Linked DNA regions of Gossypium raimondii: region 2 is linked to region 1. The links are chromatin contacts, called in public Hi-C maps. All regions are on one chromosome and are shown on one strand. The core of a region is the stretch at or near the end of the contact, and the rest is flanking DNA. Distances in the headings are between cores, read along the strand shown.

Region 1 (7,343 bases), core at 1,375-3,874:
TCAAAATAAGGCAATATTCGATATTTGAGATCTTCGAGAGGATTGAGCCCTAACGTGTTGGGTTCTAATTTTCTTCGTTGAATCTAAATAATCAGGAATGCTCTTTAATAAAAAAACATAAAAGCTCATTATCGGGAAATCAATACGTTGTGTCCTAACGCATTGGATATGACACATTGTTTTCTCAAGATGAGGATTTTTCTAAAAATAATAAATGCAATATTCTGTATTTGGGAAATTCGGGTGGCCGTGCCCTAACTTACTGGGTTTTGATTTTTCTCTTTTAACCCAAATAGTCGAATATCCTTTTGAAATTTAAATGCATGAGTTTTAAATCAAAAGACAAACTTAATTTTGCAGATTAAAAATGTTGCGCCCTAACTCACTGGGTGTGATGTTTTATTTCTTTAAAATAAGAATGTTTTATTATTTTAATTCATTCAAGTTAAAAAGTTTTCTTTTAAAATCTTTTCAAATTTACGACACCAAGACATTAAACAATCAATTCGGTACCGATTTTGGGCGTTACGAGAGTGCTAACCCTTCCTAGTACGTAACTGACTCCCGAACCTATTTTCTCAAAATTCGTAGACCTAAAATCGTTTTCAAGATGAACCGATCACACCTTAATAAAAGATTGGTGACGAATCCAATTTTTGTTTTTGAAAAAGTCGACCCCGTTTTTAAAAAATAAATATAAAACTGGTTTCGACAGTTATAGTTACAAATTATTATTAGAGCATCAATTTAGTTAGAAAATGACTTGGAAGTATTTTTTTCTAAAGACAATAAATATTAGGGTAAACTATTAAAATAATCATTTTTAGTTACTTCAGGTTACATTTTAGTTATTTATGGTTGAAATTTTACGTTTTAGTCACGTTATCGCTTTGTAACATTTTAGTCACTGAGTCGTTAATTGCCGTTAACGGTGTAACGGTAAGCTGATGTGGTACGTTAAATCATCATTTCAAACGAAAATTTTAGGTTAAATTCTACAATTGGTCCCTATATTTTTTTTTCATTTTGAGCAATTTAAATTTTTTATGTTCTTTTAACTCTTTTTTTTTCTTTATTTTCCATTCTCTTATTCTTCTCCCTTTGTTTTCCTCCCTTCTTCGTTTCTTTTAACGTGGTTTTTCTATATTTTTCATTTGTTTAAAATTAGTCCACAAGCTTGCTTCACTCGAAAAAAATTAAATTGGTCAAAAAATAAAAGTATAGGGATTAGTTTTAACAAATAAAAACATAGAAAAACTACGTTAAAAGAAATGGAGAAGGGAGGAAAACAAAGGGAAAAGCAGAAGAGAATGAAAAATAAAGAAAAGAAAAATAAAGTTAAAAGAACATAAAAGAAAAAAATTAAATTGCTCAAAATGAAAAATTGTGGGGACCGATTGTATAAATTAACCTAAAATTTTTATTTGAAATGATTATTTAACGTGTCATGTCAGCTTACTGTTACACCATTAATGGCAATTAACGGCTCAGTGACTAAAATATTACAACGCAATAACATAAGTGACTAAAACGTAATATTTCAAATATAAGTGACTAAAATGTAACTCGAGGTAAACAAAAATGACTATTTTAAAAGTTTACCCTAAATATTATTCTAATAATATTTTCATCTTTTAATACTTTTACATAATATCTTTAAATAATTATGTGACATAATTAATATATTATATGGTTGAAAATACATATTATAATATAAATTTAAGTCCAAACCTAAAAATTTATCTGAGTTCAATTTAATTTACATTTTTATAGTTTAAATTTGATCGAAATAATTTTTACAACTTATGTGCTGAGTGAACATTAAATAAACCTTTTATTTGTACTTCAAGGATAGAGTTTCAATTTCTATTGTTCTCTCTTCAATATGAAAAAGAAAAAAGATAAATTATATCTAAGGTGATTAAATTATTAGTAAATTTATATTTTGATCGTCCAACTTCAAAAATTACAAAGTGATTATTGAATAATTTGAAAATTTTCATTTAAGTTACCGGATTGTTAAAACTGCTGTAAAATGACATTATTTATTTGCATCGTTTACACCAATCAAAAGTTCTCATTTCTTTTTTTTTACAATTTAGTTTTTTTTAATGAATAACTTTGAATGTCACAAATTTGCGAACCAAAATCCAAACATCTTTCTTCTCCGATTTTCGACACTGCCGACTTGGATCTAGGGTGTGTTTTTTTACTCGTTGATGGATACTGATTCATCGTACCGGTCGTCGAATCGTCGCTTAGAACTCGCTAACCAAACTTTTTTTTTAAAATATGCCCCTTGTGACATAAAAAAAACTTTAGAATAATTCTATGACTTAAATAAAAACTTTTGAATAATTCAATGACTATTTTACAGTTTTTTAAAATTGAGTGAATAAAATATAAATTTACTTATAACTTTTGAGTGTAGTTTATCCAAAAAGAAAAGAGATGATAAAAAGGTGAAATTATAAACCCCTCCACTATATTTGTCTAATATGGAGTCATGATGTCAGTATGCCAGAAATTAGGCAACAATAAGAGGACTATCGTGGTCCTTCCTCTTCCTTATAGGTAATTTCACTTATAAACAAAAAACAACAAAAGATAAGGGAAAAAAATGGCACCCTCCATTAAAAATGTTAATCTCAACTTCATCATCATCAAACTCCACAAAAGATAAAATCTTTTTGTACTGTGAACTGATAACAAAAGTATTTGGTTTTGGTTGGTCCATTATAAGTTAGTGACAAAGTCACTTGTAGCCCATTATTTCTTTCATTTCTTCCACATTCGTCTTACCTTCCAAGCTCAAAAAGGCTTGCTTTTTAATGTTGCAGTATTAAGAAAAAAAGAGAAGCTTTGTAGTTGAATTCTTCAATGGATTCTTTTACTGCATCTTAATTCCCAAAACTTCCACTGTTTTATTTCTTGGTTAATCAAAGAAAGATAATTGTCACTTGTTGCTGTTTTTAGGAGGAAAGTTAAGGTTCCATATTTTTTTGGGTCACCTATGGCTTCTGCTTCTGTTCTGTTTGCAGCCACTGGTTTGGGTTCAATGGTTCGGGTCAAGTCTACAAGGCTCTTTGTGAAGTCTTCTTTGGATACCAATGTTTCCGATATGAGTGTTAATGGTAATCTTTTCTCCTTTTTTTTTTTTGGGGGGGGGGGGCTCTTTTGGATTCTGGGTATTCTTGTTTTTTCTGATATTTTTGTGTTTTTATTTGGTAGATAACATAGTGAATTGTATATAGTTTAGCTAAATTTACAAGGACGCCATAGCTTGGAGATGGGATTTTGGAAGCTGAAAATGGGGTTTGCTTTATCATACTTGGAAAGTACTGTGTCGTAAATTATTTAGTAGCTTAATTTTGCCTACCATCTTGGAATAAAAGGAAATGCTGTATAATGAATTGAAGTTATTCTGTAGGGAGATGACTTAAGAGTTCTTGTTTCCTATCCTTTAAAGATCAATGGCATTGAATGCAGCTAATCATGTTAGATAAATTATAGTTTTAGTTTGATTTAAAGTTCCATATCATCATGGTAGATACTTGGATTGTTTACTTGGCAGCTCCAAAGGGATTGTTTCCACCTGAACCTGAACATTATAGAGGACCAAAGCTGAAGGTGGCTATTATTGGAGCTGGTCTTGCTGGCATGTCAACAGCTGTTGAGCTATTGGATCAAGGCCATGAGGTTTTTCTTATCTCTAGTTGCCTGTTTCTACAATATCTTAATTGGATTGGCATTTCAGTAGGAATAAGAATTTCAAAGCAGAATCATATTTTTGCAACTTTCAGTTTCTGAAAACCTATTTCTGCAACATTTTTTTCCTTAAATATACATAGTTTAGTGATTTCTCGATATAGTAGCTGTAATTTGATGATTACTTTGATTTCTTCAGGTTGATATATTCGAGTCTAGGCCTTTCATTGGAGGCAAAGTAGGTTCTTTTGTTGATAGAAAAGGAAACCACATTGAGATGGGGCTGCATGTTTTTTTTGGTTGCTACAACAATCTATTCCGGTTGATGAAAAAGGTGAAGCAGAAGGCCTTATAATAGTTTTTCATGGTCATTGGACACTATTGTTCATGCCATTATATCGTATCTGACACTCATACTCAAGTTCAATTAACATAGTATCATCCTTTTAATGTAGTCTCAACTCTCAACTGTTTATCTGGCCTCTGATATTTTTCTCCTGACCCCTACTTGATCCTAGGTGGGTGCAGATCAAAATCTACTTGTGAAGGATCATACTCACACATTTGTAAACAAAGGGGGTGAAATTGGTGGTATGATTTGCATTGAATTGTGTTTAAACAAATTCTAAGATGATATTTTTTATGCTAGGATCTTATGATATTTTTTATGCTAGGATCTTACTTCGAAAAATTGAACTAAAAATGTTATTCTTTTACTCATGCTTTCCTTTGTTCAATTTTATGACTTTGAGTTCGGATGCAGAACTTGATTTTAGATTTCCAGTTGGAGCTCCCATCCATGGAATTAGTGCCTTTTTATCTACAAATCAACTGAAGGTTTTCTACTATCCTTTTCTTAGCAATAATTATCGGTACTGACTCAGTCATATCATCAATGGCATTTCTAAGACATGTATTGTTGAATTCTTAAGTTATAGTGTCTACAATATACCTTCTCTGTTAATACAAGTTCTATTTTCGTTTCCTAAGCTAAAGTAGATGGTGCTTAAGCTACTCAATTATTATTATTTTTTCAATTTCAGACGTATGATAAAGCAAGAAATGCCGTGGCACTTGCCCTAAGTCCAGTTGTGAAGGCTCTTGTCGATCCAGATGGAGCGATGAGGGATATAAGAGATTTGGATAGTGTATGTAAGATTACTTTAATAGATGCTTTCTTAACAATTAACATATAATTAGCATGAAGTTGTCCTACACCATATGTGATCCTTTTTCTTTCGTTCTTTCATTCTTGTTTTGAAGGTAATTGAACTCGAATGAAGTGTCTTTACTTTGATCCATCATCATAATTCTCATGCTTTTCTTTTCCTTCAATCATGATTGCTCTTCTCTGTATTCTTCTTTTCCAGTAAACAACTTTTCTTGGCATTTTCTTTTATTTTTTAGCTACGCATTTCTCATATAATTAAAAACCATTTACTTCTTGCAGATAAGCTTCTCTGATTGGTTTTTGTCTAAAGGTGGTACACGCATGAGTATCCAGAGAATGTGGGATCCTGTTGCTTATGCCTTGGGTTTTATCGACTGTGATAACATAAGTGCTCGTTGCATGCTCACTATTTTCTCATTGTTTGCCACCAAGACAGAGGCTTCCCTTCTGCGAATGCTGAAGGGTTCTCCGGATGTTTACTTGAGTGGTCCCATCAGAAATTATATCACAGAAAGAGGAGGCAGGTATGTTATTAATATAGGCATACAAACTATTCAGTGGTAGATAATGGTTCACTTAAAGGTTTCTTCTATGAAGAATTGACTTAGTTCTCTTGTTTAATAACTTTATTTGCTAAAACAGGTTCCATATGAGGTGGGGATGCAGAGAGATACTTTACGATAAATCCGCTGATGGAGAGATATATGTCACGGGACTTGCCATGTCTAAAGTAAATCACCTCTAATGTTGCTTCATCTAAATATTGGAAATTTAGTTGCAATTCACGCGTTTGATTAGAACAGTTACATAGAATGAGCTTGTGTAAGGATTGGCATGTTAATATCGGTTGTATGATATGCAAAAAAGTTTAAATGCAAACTGAATTTCTTAAAAATGTTAAGATTTTGATTTCTCATTTTCCTTTTCATTTTCATTTTATTGCAGGCTACAAACCAGAAAATTGTAAAAGCTGATGCTTACGTTGCTGGTCTGTAGTCGGATCTTCAAAAGGTTTCCACTTTAACTTTGTGTTTTACCGAAAATGATCCTTTATCATTGTTTCTCTATTGATGGCAGCATGTGATGTCCCCGGAATAAAAAGGTTGCTTCCATCAGACTGGAGGGAATTGCAATTTTTTAATAACATTTACGAGTTAGTAGGAGTGCCGGTCGTTACTGTGCAACTTAGATACAATGGCTGGGTGACAGAGTTGCGGGATCTGGAGCAGTCAAGGTATTTCTTTCATCTTATTCTTTACTGTGGTTGTGAATAAAGCGAGTTTAACAACCTAATAAAAGCATCCTGCTTTGCTTCTTTAAAACTAACAAGTTGCTTATTTTGCTTCACTTCAACGGTTGTCCTTAAACTCATTAAAAGGCAACTGAGGCAAGCTGTCGGCCTTGATAATCTCCTGTACACTCCGGATGCAGATTTCTCCTGCTTTGCAGACTTAGCTCTCACTTCTCCAGAAGATTACTACATTGAGGGACAAGGTTCATTGCTCCAGTGAGGACATGCTTTTTCTTAGTGTTATCGCTGTGAATATTTTACATTGTGCAAGGATTTTTCTCTTTTCGCTGCATATTGCTATGTTTCGCTGTTTTGGACTTAAAAGAAGGGGAAAGAAAATCTGATTTCAGTCTTCAATATCTATATACTATTTTGATAATTTATATTATGTTGATTGTTGGATTTGGATTTGGACAGAAATTTGATGACCTGTACATAGGAGCTTGTGTATTTCTATAATTCTGTTGAGACTTCACCTGCTTCTGTTTTGACTGAGTTATTGCTTGTTTGGATGGTGTCTTTCAGATGTGTCTTGACACCAGGTGACCCTTACATGCCATTGCCAAATGATGAAATCATAAAGAGAGTAGCGAAGCAGGTTAGACTTCTAAGGAACCCTTCTTCTTAACTTCATTGCAATTTTCAGTGGAGCAAATGCTTGTCTGAGTCCATTTCCACTTTCTGAACAGCTCATATGTCTTTGGGTCCACTAGTTTCTATAACATGCTTTTGGTTGAATGCTTAAACTCATCTTCATAGGCACACAAATTGATGTTGGTGTCAAAAGCTGTGACTTGCTCATATGTGCACTAGGGTCTATTGTTTGATTAGTCGTGACCAAGTCACTATAATATTAAAGTAATTGCAGACATGGGGAATTGAGAAAAGAATTTAGCATTGCTCATGTAGTCACATTTTTTTTTACCATCAATATCAGGAAGTTTAGTGAAGTATTCATGTATTAACAAATATGGTGAGGGACTAGGTGATGAATCTTGTGCGGGTTTAATGGCTTGTGATTACTGTTATTTTCTATTAAGTTTATTGAAATGTCACTCTCATGATCATCACATTTTTAATAACCCTGTTTTCTTGACAGGTTTTGGCTTTATTCCCATCATCCCGAGGTTTAGAAATTACTTGGTCATCTGTTGTCAAAATCGGGCAATCTCT
Region 2 (7,343 bases), core at 1,981-4,480, 130 kb before region 1:
CTTGCTTATGATATTTCTTTGTATTTAGAGATTCAAGTCAAGAAAACAAGAGATAATTATTTCTCCAAGCTGAATGCAGACCAGTCTAGCATATAAAAAGTAACATTTTCCAAAAGGAAGTGAAAATAAAGGATATCCCCTTCTCTTGGATCAAGAATAGTGCTTGCAGCAGCTTTCCATTCGCCTCGCAGTAATGTGGCACCAATGTGGTGAGTTGGAATAGAACCACTTCCAAAACGCTGAAAAATTATGAAGGTTTCAAAAAGAACATAAAAGAAAGAAGAAAGCAGGAAAGGGGGGAAGAGAGGGTGGGAGAGGAGAGAGAATGATTAAGGAAATACTTGTAAGCCAAAATAGTTGATGAAGCCATGCCTCCCCAAGGACTCTGCAGATGCTTGAATAGTATCTTCAGAATCTGCAACAACTCCTCTAAGGAGATAAATGAGTTCAATGAGTGATGGGATATGGGAAGAAGGAAGTAGCACTGATGGATGTTAAACAGAATTCACATGTGGGAAACTCTCACCGTAATACAATGGTGAATCGGTTTCCTAAAAGCTGCCCAAGGAGGAGGTCATCCTTGACATAGCTGGATGATAATCACACTATAAATAATGGTTCATAACACAATACCTTAAAGGGAATAGAATGTTATATCCATTAACCTTACCAGAAGTCTCCCACCTTAATACCAATCAACCTGTCATTGAGGGCAGCTAATCTACTTGCATACTGCTTGAAAACAGTTACCTGGAAGCCCAAAAGACTGCACCACTTAAACATGATCCCTTTTGCAGAAGAAGATAAAAACCAGATATACATAGAAGTGCTCATGATTATGAAAATATAAAATAGCAACCAGACCATCCATTTTCCACACACAGTGAAAGTGCCTGTGGCATTTAGATTGAAGACAGAGTGACAAGCCATTAATCAGGCAGCAGTGTTCCATTGCTTACAACTCTATACCCGTGAAATGGATAACTACTAAAAGAGTTTAGAGGTAGAACTGCAAGAACCATAATGAACAGAAGTGTCCCCTAATGGCATCTTTGGCATATCCCAGTTCTTCTAGTAGCAATTTCATTTTTCTTAGTACCTCATAAAATTTCTGAAAGTGACATCCACCCATCAGTTTCTTCAAGATGCTAAAGACTAGCTTTTGCAAAAATTAGTTCAGAAAAGAATTAACACTACATCTACACAATGCAAGGTAGAGCAAGTAATCTCCCAAAGTTAACCAAAACACCAATTAATTTAGAATGAAAGCAGCAGAAAAAGGAGCAACTTACCCTTTGAGTGGAAACTGACCTCTTATCTTTTGTACCCGCAAAACCAAAAGACCTTGGCTGTCAAACAAAAGATTAATGACAAAGGTTCCCGTTGAATAGGTAACCACAGGATTTATATAAATCATTTATCATACCTGAATGCCAAGCATCTTTCCTATTAATCCTAAGGCTTCCTGTGTATCTTTATTCTCCTTGAAAAGATGGAACCTGAATATTAACATAAATGATAGCACCTTCTAATGTAGTTCAAGTGCAATAGACACTTCATGGCATTGATAAGCAATTGAATACAGAAAGGTGAAAGCTAGACATGGGTTTTTTCTCCTATTATTTTAAGAGGCATCAAATTATTGTAGGAGTGCAACATGCTACCTAAGAAAATTGCCAAGATGCGCTGGCCAGTGGCTTGAACCTCTACTATCATAGGGCCTATCACCTCTCTTCCTTTTATTCGAATTTCTTCCCTTGTTCTTATTCCCAGAATTTAACCTCACGCGGATGCATTTTGAGGAAGAATCAGGTCCATCAACAGTGTCAGTGACTAGAAATCTAAGATTCTCCTTAAAGAAATTATGCATTGCCTGAAAATGTCAAAAACAAAATGAGAAGGTTCTTCTAGTTAGTTTGATTCCCTCTTTGTAATAGACTAACACCCTACACGCTAAAGGTACAGAATGATTAAGGATAAACAAATTGAAAAAGAATGTAAAGCTTACCGTTCGATGAGATTTATCAGAATCTGGAGACAGAACAATGGGAGAGATATCTTCTTCACTGCCTGAAGTAATTTGGTTAATGAAAGCTTCTAACTGATCGACATCAATTTCGCAGGCAAGTGATCTGAATTTTTCAATTTCAGATGCATAATTTTTGTTAAGTTGATCAGATATTTTTGTTTCACCTTCCTGAAAAGCCCGAGAACATGTCCGAAAAGAAAAAGATTATAATATATTAAATGTACAAAAAATAATTTTTTGAAAAAAATGGAATGAGTCAGATTACCTCTGGAGGGGCATCTAAAGAGGTCAAATGAACAACATTTCCCTCAGTGTCTACTTCATTCACAATGAAATCAGAATATCTACACAAAAAATTCAAAGCAATCAAATAACAAAATTTTCCGTCGCCAATTGCAATTATAACCAATTCATAATAAAGAAAATCACTCTCAAAACTTGCAATTTTCCTCATTCCAAAATTTCTCCATTCCTTTTAAATACAAAGAACCTCATTATACGCACAAAGACACAACTGCCAAAACGCAGGCTTGAGTGAAGCTAAGACTAAACCTCTGATTCCACCATCTTAATCAAACAAACATATAGCCAAGCATGCATGTGAAAATAAACAAATTAAATATAAGGGTATTTGCAAAAAAAAGCACAAAACTTGGTCATAAAGGATAAGTTTAAAAGAAATCAAAACAAAAAAAAAAAGGAGTGACCCTTGACCTTTGTTTGAGGATGCCACGAAAACCAGGAAGGTTTGAGATGAAACAGAGGATTCCCACATCGGATTCGGTGATGGTCGTCATTGTTAGACTTGAATAATTTGAGTATTTCGTGATTGGGTGTTTTGTCAAGTTTGATTTCGAAAGTGACAAGTAGTTCCGTTTGCAGTGGAAGTAACAGTTGGGTTTTAGACTTGAGACACCACAACGCCACATCTTCTTCTGGTTTCCCAGGGTTTACTGGTATCCTGTAATACGATGCGTTTTGTTGCTTTGATGGGGTTTTTCCTTCTTGCTTTATTTTGGGCCTTTTAAGTCCATTTGTATGGTTTGGGTATTACACCAAGAAATAGATTTGATGAAAATTGAAAAAAGAATAAAGGAAAAAGAGCAACAGTGATGAAGCCCATTGGCTTTCAACAATGGCAATGATGAGGGAGTTGGAAGTGTAACCAAAGACAACAAAAACAAAGTGCTCCAAAAAGCAAAAACGAGTTGACCCATTATAGAGATCCAAAACACAGGCCACTAGCCAGAGTAGAGAGAGAAACCAAAAACAGAGCAAAAGAAAAAGAAAAACGCCTGCATTGAGAGAGAGAGAGATGGTGAGTAAAACAGAGGAGACCCAATTGAACAGGCTTGAAAACCAGGTAGACAATGGAGGAGGAGGTGCTTGGGAGTATCTTTGCCTTGTCAGGAAGCTCAAAGTTAGGCGTTCAGAGAAAGTCTTGAAGTATGGCTTATCGATCTTAAACGACCCCAAAAAACGATCTGCTCTTGGCCCTGAAGGTTTTTTTTTTTCTAGCTTTGATTGATTTTTGAAATTGGGTTTTGCTTGAATTGGATGATTTCAAAGTGTTTGGTTTGAATTTTGAGTTCTTTTATCGGTTTTGTTTGTAATTAGATTTGATTTGGTATTAGAGCTTTGTGTTCTTTGTTTATTTGCTAACTAGAGTTTTGCTTGAATTTCACAAATTGAAGCTTTACTGTTTGCTACCCTGTTATTCATTTACTTGAATTCAAAGTTTGAAGCTTTATGGTTTTATACTTCTGTTTTAAAAAAATCGAAGATTTTACTTAAATTGGGTGTGATGAGAACTTTGAGGTGGTATTACTAGCTTTGTATAGATTTCAATGTGTCAAGCTTGATTTGAATTTGTATGTATTAGAATAAGAATTAGTTGGTTAGGAACTCAGGTTAAGTTTTCAATATTTTGATTTTTCAACTGAGATTTTGAGAAGTAATCAGAAGAAGATAGGAGTACCTGATGAAGCACAGTTTGTAGCACTTTATAGTTCTAGACATTTCATTTGTTATATATCCTAAGTTAGATATGAGATGTTATCTTAGTTTTATACATTTTCTCGTGTTCTATTGCATCATTCGAGACTTATTTTGGTATTGGATTTCACTTTGTAGTCTAGAACAGTAGGCACTTGGGAACAGTTACCCTTTGATCTGTCAGAATGTGATTTTAAGTGGTGCGTTTAGACCAAATTGTTGTCTGTTTAAGATTAGATGTCTGCTTATGACCAAATTGTTGCTTCTATTAATTTATCAGGCACGTTTGTGAACGTTTATAATTAACAACTGCTTATCTTAATACAGAATGGACTCTATATGAGCAGCTAGCTATTGCTGCTATGGATTGCCAATGTCTCGATGTTGCAAAGGTACAATCTTTTTTTTTTTTCCATTTTTGATTGATTTTAATATTTTATTTTTTATATGGAGATTTCCATTTATGTGAAAGAATATTCTATTTCTTTTACCTATTTAATTTGTATCAGTCCCACTGGGTTGACTACTCTCATTGTTCTTATAGTTTCTCTTTTGAGGATGCTAATAGTTCTTTAAGGTGGTACTTATTACTTGGATATCTCTTTCTTTGTTGAGGCATTAGTTAGAAAATTTTGGCTTTCCCTGTTGCGTGTTCAATATGGTGCAACTCTTGTTTCATTAATGTTGCTTTAGGGTTTGCTGACATCAATTGTTATGCTTGTTGTTAGTTTCTTGTACTGTTCTATAGACTGCAGTGTGGAGTAGCTTAGATACTCTAGGTACTAGTTGATAGTAGGCTTATAAAGTTGCCTGACGTAAATTCGTGCAATTTAAAACTGCAGGATTGCATAAAGGTTTTGCACAAGAAATTTCCGGAGAGCAAAAGGGTTGGTAAGCATATATGAAGATGAAATATATGTTCTATGTTTTATGTTTGTGTGACTAAAAATGTGCAGGCGTGTGTGTCTGTAATATCTTGCTGTTAAGTCTTTTGTGAATCCTACATTCGTGGCCTACCCTTTGATAGTTGATGCTTCTTACATTAAGCTTCTTCTGAATATCTTGGCCAATGTTCTACCAATCGCATTATGGTGTGGATAAGGATGGACAAATTTGTTCTTGAATCAGTTTCGATTCTTTTGGATCCAAAAGGATGTGTTGCTGATGATTGTGTTCCTTTGTTCTATCATTTTATGAAATAGTGGTTTCATTTTGTTGTGGTCTACAGGCAGGCTGGATTGCATGTTGCTTGAAGCAAAGGGATCCTGGGCTGAGGCAGAAAAAGCTTACTCAAGCCTTTTAGAGGACAATCCACTTGATCAAGTAAATTCTGCAGCCATCCCCTCCCCCCCTTTCTCTCTCTCCTCTCGTCCCCCAAAACTGTGAAATTTAATGGTGTTCTTTTTTGTTAAGAAATATTCTGGACTGTTTCTTTTATAGAACAAAAAGAATCGATGATAACATATTCTATTCTCATGCAGGTAATACATAAGAGGAGAGTAGCCATGGCAAAAGCTCAAGGAAATATTTCAGTGGCTATTGAATGGCTTAATAAATATCTTGAGATGTAAGATATCTCAGAAAAAATTCTCTTTACAGTCATAGATCTTTGTGTCTGTCCTTTTTGGGTTATGTTTAATTCAATATCAGCCAATTTCCCTTTTTCTTTGCTAGATTTATGGCTGATCATGATGCTTGGAGAGAACTTGCAGATATATATCTCTCCCTACAAATGTGAGTGCTAATTTACATAACTCAATATTATCTCCTTTTACTTCATCAATTCATAACGTAGCAATAACTTAAACCTTTTTGCTTTTGTTTATAAATCAGGTACAAGCAAGCAGCATTCTGCTATGAGGAGCTTCTTTTGTCTCATCCTACAGTTCCATTATATCATTTGACCTATGCTGATGTAAGTGTATATTGATTCGAGGATGCAATTTCATCAGTGGTTTCTTGAATTCCAAGTTCTCTAGAGAATAACATTCTACATCTTGTTGCAAATACTCTTCATTTGGTTTCTTCTCTTTCATAATTAATCCACCTAACCCAGGACTAGTTCCATAGTAATTAAGATAGTGCAAAAATTTAAAGACCGTTAAACAAAAAACCACTTCCATAGTCGTTGCCTATATGCAAGAATAATGTAAGGACCATGATTCACTATAGAACAACAATGGTTCCCGACTAAACAAGGAGGTAACTTCTCGATGGATGTAACTAGATGTCAATCTTTGCAAAGATAATACTTTCCATCTTACATTGGTTTAACATAAAGACTTCTAGCTGGAACTCTTTTAGCTTTCCTCGGAATTGTTTTTGATGATTATTCCTTTCACCAACAGGTACTCTACACACTCGGTGGACTAGAAAACCTTCAAACTGCCAAGAAATATTATGCATCCACTATTGATTTGACGGGGGGTAAGAACACCCGAGCACTTCTCGGAATTTGCTTGGTAAGTTCCTTCTCTCTCGCTTAAGAGTCTGCATTACTATTTATATAGACATGCATTGGCTTTTATCCTTATAATTACCAAAATCTTATTAAAAAATGGTTTCGCACTCACTCGTCTTATGTCAGATTTTATCTTTCTAACATGAAACTTAATCATCTTGTTCAGTGCACCTCGGCCATAGCTCGGCTTTCAAAAGGAAGGAGCAAGGAAGACAAGGAGAGTCCAGAGCTCCAGTCTTTGGCAGCAAAAGTGTTAGAGAAAGAATACAAGCAAAGAGCCGCAGACAAGCTCGGTTTGCTTACTTCTGCTTTAAGAAGTTTGAAAATTTAGTCTTAACACTGATGACATCGATTTAACACTTGAATTATTGCCCCATACTCTAGAATAGAAAAAGGTGTTGAACTTGAAGATAATTTCCGGTTCTAAAGATTTCAAAATGTCTTAGTCTTCGATGAATTCAAGTTACAAGTTGCCATTCATGTGTGCTTTCCACTTTATTTTGCCATTCTTGTCATCTATTTTGAGAGGTCTTGATGGATTATTCAGTACACTGCTATCAAAACAAGACTAATTTATGATATAAAGTTTCCACCCTCCTTGAGTTCTTGATGTATTATTCAGGATATTCCCATTAAAAAAAAACTAGGAAACTTATGAGATGATTCTTCTATCTTCCTCACAATTTCATTTTTGGTACATTCGCATTCTAGTACGAAATTTGTATAGGAAAGGTGCTTAGACACAATTATGTTCATTTTTGAAAAAATGTTTTTCTTGAATGATTATATTCTTCCATTATTATTTTATTTTTCAGAATATGTGTCTTTTCAAGGAAAAAAACTAGAATAAAGGGTTTT

Evidence for each region. A called contact is a pair of places that touch in the nucleus more often than the background predicts.
Region 2: a contact with region 1 is called in a Hi-C map of leaf, with 2.4 times the contacts expected there. The contact joins the promoter of LOC105804708 here to the promoter of LOC105804712 in region 1. A contact is called at or near these places in 2 of 2 Hi-C or Micro-C datasets (both in leaf).

The regions. Positions count from the first base shown.
Region 1 is chr11:10,347,189-10,354,531 of ASM2569854v1, reverse strand. It overlaps LOC105804712 (zeta-carotene desaturase, chloroplastic/chromoplastic), which reads left to right and starts at 2,624. Exons shown (of 14, transcript XM_012637417.2): 1 at 2,624-3,134; 2 at 3,575-3,699; 3 at 3,908-4,042; 4 at 4,227-4,299; 5 at 4,472-4,545; 6 at 4,752-4,856; 7 at 5,159-5,403; 8 at 5,522-5,609; 9 at 5,825-5,867; 10 at 5,957-6,113; 11 at 6,258-6,386; 12 at 6,696-6,768; 13 at 7,270-7,343. The coding sequence starts at 3,014.
Region 2 is chr11:10,476,695-10,484,037 of ASM2569854v1, reverse strand. LOC105804708 reads left to right here and starts at 3,230. Exons shown (of 9, transcript XM_012637413.2): 1 at 3,230-3,531; 2 at 4,352-4,416; 3 at 4,867-4,915; 4 at 5,253-5,347; 5 at 5,506-5,591; 6 at 5,699-5,758; 7 at 5,858-5,939; 8 at 6,373-6,486; 9 at 6,652-7,102. The coding sequence starts at 3,345. The coding sequence ends at 6,816. LOC105804700 reads right to left here and starts at 2,984. Exons shown (of 20, transcript XM_012637402.2): 1 at 2,744-2,984; 2 at 2,295-2,373; 3 at 2,009-2,197; 4 at 1,665-1,873; 5 at 1,427-1,499; 6 at 1,293-1,349; 7 at 671-750; 8 at 527-589; 9 at 342-429; 10 at 137-239; 11 at 1-20. The coding sequence starts at 2,958.